2 separate regions of the Mus musculus genome follow, and region 2 is linked to region 1. The links are chromatin contacts, called in public HiCAR-type maps. All regions are on one chromosome and are shown on one strand. Each heading gives the region's core, a stretch centred on a gene start, on an enhancer-like site or on the middle of the called end of the contact. The rest is flanking DNA. Distances are from core to core; before and after follow the strand shown. Region 1 holds the start of Fxr1 (fragile X mental retardation gene 1, autosomal homolog). Region 2 has its middle 150 kb from the start of Gm35255.

Evidence for each region. HiCAR-type assays count read pairs that join an accessible place to other places.
Region 2: a contact with region 1 is called in a HiCAR-type map of astrocytes, with 4 times the contacts expected there. The contact joins the enhancer-like site here to the promoter of Fxr1 in region 1. A contact is called at or near these places in 3 of 39 promoter capture datasets (hippocampal neurons and liver) and 2 of 115 datasets of contacts at active chromatin or transcription factors (astrocytes and embryonic stem cells).

The regions. Positions count from the first base shown.
Region 1 is chr3:34,018,826-34,021,525 of GRCm38.p6, reverse strand. It overlaps Fxr1 (fragile X mental retardation gene 1, autosomal homolog), which reads right to left and starts at 1,447. Exons shown (of 17, transcript NM_001113188.1): 1 at 1,363-1,447. The coding sequence starts at 1,413.
Region 2 is chr3:35,100,740-35,103,439 of GRCm38.p6, reverse strand. No RefSeq gene overlaps it. Among named protein-coding and RNA genes, the nearest start is that of Gm35255, 150 kb to the right of the region's middle. Within about 2 kb of position 1,414, at least 25 of the 459 cell types and tissues checked have an H3K27ac peak or open chromatin away from gene starts, as enhancers often do. A contact at or near this core is called in astrocytes, where this site is marked.

The DNA.
Region 1 (2,700 bases), core at 198-2,697:
CACTAATAGGTGATACTAAAGGCTTTAACACTCACTCTTACTACTTAGTTGGCCACCAGAGATTTTACAATCAAAATTTACAAAACAAAATTTAAAAAAGTATACTTATCATTCTTTGTCAATGAGCTACTGCCTATATTATTACCACGTGACAAATCACCTCCATACAGCTAATAAGCAAGCTAGAAAGGGAAAAGCAAAACACTGAAAAATTAGGAAATCGTTAATACCAAATAAAATCCTCTGGAATAAAGGAGCCATTGAAATGAAAACCTGTGAGAAACCATTTTAAGTACATACAATACTCATGTACTAGAAGAGAGCCTTCATAAAAATAGCCAAGACTCTCAAACATCTGAGATGCTGGCTTGGAGAATGACTGACAGACAACAGCTGAGAAGGTTTTGTGTTGATTTGTTAAGATTCTCGCACACTTTGGGGAGAAAAAAAAATAAGGAGAAGGGGCCGTTACTATGGAAAAACTGTTCAGCCTTCGTGTTCTGCTTGGTGCCCCCTCCCCCTTTTCCAATAGAAGCAAGCGCCTTACAAATTCCTCCACTCTAGAATCCTCCCTCTGTCTCCGAGGCCAGCCTCCACGGCAATGCATGGCCTCTTCTCAAAGGAAACAAAAAGAACCTCGTGGAAGAGGACTTAAAAAGCAAAAACAAAAAACAAAAAACCCACCTTCCCAGGGGCTGGGAAGACACGCGTCCCTCCCACCTGCCGCCTGGCCTCGGGTCACCTTTGAACCCTTCCTTCGGAATTCGCATTTCTCCCGGGCCGAGGGGCGAAGGGGCCGCCCGCTCCCCAGGCCGCGGCCACCAGGGCCCGCCGCCCGTCCGGGTTTCCACGCGGGCGGGCGGGCGCCGTGGGTTCGCAGGGCCCCCGGGGCAGCACAAGCCGGGGTAGGCCGGGGAGTCAGCCATTCATGCCGCGGGCGGGAGGGCGGGCGGGCGGAGAGGAGCCTGGCGGGCCCGGCCGCCGCCGCGGGGTCGCAGTGAGCTGCCCGCCTCAGTCCGTCCCTCAGTCCGCCCGTCCGCGCCCCCCACCCCGCCAGGCCTCGGCGGCGCGCCCGCACCACAGCCCGCCGCTCCAGCCCGCCCGCCCGCCCGCGTCCCGGAGGCCTCGACCCAGGACGCTCCGGGACAGGAGGCAAGCCAGCACCCGCCGCCTTGTTTCCAAACATAACGGAGCCTGGGCCCCGAGACCGTTAAACCGCGCCGAGGGCAGAGGCCAGCAGCACGGCCCAGCTGCCTCCCCCGCCACCACCTGACACCTCTCCTCGGCCCCCGGGGTCCCCGGCGCCCCTTGACCCCGCTCCCAGTGCCCAGCTCCCATCCCCGGCCGCCCCGCGGCCCGTACCTTGTAGAAAGCCCCGTTGGAGCCGCGAACCTCCACCGTCAGCTCCGCCATGTTGGAACCGCAAAGGCTGCTGGGAAGAGATTCTAGAAACTTTCCAACGCGAGGGGAGGAGGGGGGAGGGGCGAGCGTCGCGGGGGAGGGGCGGGCGGGCGGGAGGGCGGGACGCTCCCGGCCCGCTCCCGGGCTCTCCGCTAGCGGCGCCGCTCTGCGCGGGTCCTTGGGCGGCTACCCAGCGGCAGGCCGGTCCGCCCACGCCCACGCCCGCGCGGCCCGCCTCGCGCACAATGAGTGAGGCGGACCCGCCCGGCGCGCCACCCTCGCCCCAGGATCCGCGCGGCCGGCGACGCTCCCTACGGGCTCTTCCCGTCAGGAAGCGCGGCCTGGCGGGCGCTCGGGCTCGGCCAGAGCGCATGGCCGGCCGACACTCTCAGGTTTGCCCTCATGGAGCCTTCCCTCTGGAGCCTCGGGCCGTCCCCTTGAAGAGCCTTTCCCAGGACGAACCCGGGACTCGGGGCTTCCCCCGAGCCTCACGCAGTTCTCAGGCCTCGCCTCGCGCGAAGGCAGCTCACTCACCTGTCACCGACCGAGCACGGTTACCTTAATACGTTATTAAAGGCTCGGGAAACCTAGGCTAATTTTGTGGGGGGATCCTGTTTGAGACACAGTTCTCTACCCCTGGGTGGCCTTGAACCCACAGAACTGCTTCTGCCTCTGGCCATCGGAGTGCTGGCATTACTTTTAAAAAATTTTAAACAATGGGAAAGTGTATTCCTCCCACCCCTGATAGGTTACACGTGGGAAGTTTTGCAAAGAGGATCCAAGAACCTATTGGGTTTTGTGTTGTGTGACTTTACCAGAAACGCCACCAGTTCTAGAAGCTTTGTGGCACTCATACTTAGTTTGATAAGTTAATGCCAACTTCTGAAAGCAAGGCTTTTGGAAATAGTACTTAAAAGAATTCATTTGTATGTGCATCTTTACATAACTTTTCAGCGACGCATGATGTATTTGTCTTTCCTTTATTTGGAGCTCAAATTGACCACCCTGCCTCCCACCTCCAGGTGCCAGTTGGGCTAACAGGCTCAGTTCCCCCACGGTTACCTGTTACTCTGAGACAAGTCTCACTAAGCAGTCCAAGATGGCCTTCGATTTACCTCCCATTCTCTTGTCTTAGCCTCCAGAGTGCTGGCTTTACTGGTGTGAGCTCCTGGCCCCTAGCAACCTGGTTTGTATAAAGTACATTTTCTTTATACAAGATTAGCCCTTTTAAAAATGTACAGTTCAGCGTCTATCACCAGGATCAGTATAAAACATTTTCATCACAAACAACAATAAATA
Region 2 (2,700 bases), core at 165-2,664, 1.1 Mb before region 1:
CAGGGGGCGCTCCCACTTCACAGCCCAGAGGCAGGAAGGACAAAGGACCACAACTGTCTCATGCTTAACTTGCGGGCATACACTGTCTTGTTTGCATTTTCAACTCTTTCTCTTCTTCTCTCTCTCTCTCACACACATTGTATAAAAAAGCCCCAGTGAGCTTACGCATGCCTCCCTTAAACACTGGAGCACAAACTAACACCACCACAAAATTAGCAAACACAGACAATTGTGAATTACATTGCTCCTGGCACAGGCCACGGAGTTATGTGAAATCTGCATTGAATTTTTGGTTGTCAACATCAGTATAAGAGTACATTAACATAGGATATCAAAAAATATGTCTCTGCTGGGCCACCCTGGGGCGAAACCTGTGGTTGCTCTGCATTGGTCTCTGGGTGGTACCAGCTTCTTCACCCTCTGTGGTAAATCTTTTGGTCAGCCCAAGTCGCAAGAAAATGCAGAGTCAGGAAACAGACTAATTAAAGAAAATTCCCCAAGGACAACCCAATGACAGAGCCTGAGAAGGAATTAGTCCCGAAGCCTGCTTTTCAATTCGTGTATAAGTTTCATACATTAAGAAGCCTGACGATCGTTTTGAACACACGATTTAGGCAAACAATAAATAGAACATTTCTTGTGGGAAGGAAATAAGGTATTTCAAAGTCAGAAGGGAGAGAGCACAGTTTGCCAAGTGTAGAACCCCACAGAGTCCTCTGGCCTGGAGTTTCAAACTGATCCAAACCCTTTGGGGGTTTGAATTTCTTTGCTGTTGGCAAAACACAATTCCTGCTTCAAAGAGAACCGGCATTATGAAGGCCTGTTACAGAAGCCTCAGAAGACTTCTGGGGCACCAAATCACTCTTACAAAACACCATTTTGATGAGTTTAGTACAGATTAATGAAAAACATATGGATTAAATTTTTCTTTAAAATTACATTGGTTCATCACATGAGCAGAAGGGGCTGTAAAAAGGCATCCCAGCCTTACAGAGCTCTGGACACTTTAGCCGTGGTTTCGGGCGCTTCTCAGGCAGATACGGCTCCCCGGCATTGTGGTCCATAGAGGACGTGGAATCCGTCCCTCTGCCTTGGGCTTGGCAAACACCAGTGGGTAGTCTGAGCAGAACTTCAGGTTTCTTCCGCAAGGGTGAAAAACCAACTCGTGTGGCCTGGCAGTTTGTATTGTCTGATCGAGAGGCAATGCCTCTCAAGTAGTTGAGAACTTCTCCAAAAACGCATGACAACAGCTAATTATTCATTCTTTTCTGAGGGCCCCAGAAGGACAATATATCTGTTACCAAGCCTGGAGTGGCCATGGAAGCAGGGAACACCTCCTACTACAGCAGTTATCGAAGCACCCTCCCTACCAATCACCAAACCCAAAAACTAAACTGAGCCTTAAACAGATGGTGACTGACCAACCAGCAACCAGAGAGAGTCCAGACAGTGACAGAAACCAACTGGACCAGGCAGCTCTGCTGTCTGTGCCTTTTCCTAATGTAAGGAATGATTCAGAAACCAAGCAAACTAAACAAAAGGCCAAAGTTGGAATGTAAAGTGGCTCTCACAAGGCATGAAATGAGATGAGCCACCACCACCACCACCACCACCACCACCCCCCCCCACCCTTGCAGGAAGTACCTCTACTTTTGGAACAGTGTGAGTATTAGGTAGGCAGGTAGGAATTTTTAATTCTTAAAAGTGTTAAACAATCATTTGCAGTATAACTGGCAAATTTAGGAAGTGTTCCCTTTAGAAAAATTTCTAATCAATTCTGTCATTTCATACAACTAAGTGAGAGTGTTTTCCTCGGGAGTGTGGTCTGTAGCCAAAGCTGCCCTGCAGTGGACAGGTCCCGCTTGCTCTCAACCATGTGTTGGATTTAACTCTGCACAAGCAGAGGAGGCTGCTCCTTAAGGCAGGGCAGGGCGTGTCCCTGACGTGCACGATTTTCATTCCAGCCAGTGAGGTCCCAGGACTTCACCCCACACTGTCCCTGTCAAATCTCCCATGTTTCTATTCCTGCCAATAGTTATCTCAACTCGGGCTGGACTTCAGGACAGGCCACATCACATCGTATTTGCGAGGTGAAGGATAAGGGGATAAATGCCATGTAAGGGACTTGTTAGTTTGAAAGCTTAAGTGATGGTTCTTGATAGGAAATACTTTCTCTGGAAAGAAGCACAGCTAACTATCTCACCAGGGAATGGGCCCCTACGTGAGGAAAAGAAGGCATACGAAAAGCTTTGACATCTATTTCTTTTCTCCTTTATTGTCCAGTGATGCTAGACCTGGCATCAGGGCTGACATTACTTAAGTAGGAGAGATGACCGCACTGCTACAAGGCTTTGCTCTGTCTGCCCTAGGTAAGAGAGACACGCTTCATGTACCATGTGTTGTAGACATTGTCTCTATGTTTCTAGAAATACTGCATAGCTCCTTGAAAGAGTCCCCAAAAGACAGAAGTAGGGGACACACTCCACCTGCCTCCTGTTGCTCTACAGACACTGAGGAAAAAAAATACAAACAGGACGTTACTGAAGAGCCAGTCTTACCAACGTATCCGAAATTCCAAGTCAGATAATCACAAGGGGAGAGTCCGGCGACACACAACAGCATGCGTTGGCTATCTACCGAAGCCTTTGAAATGAACTAAACGCTGCCGTTAACTTTTGTCAGAGAGGAAAATCAAAACAA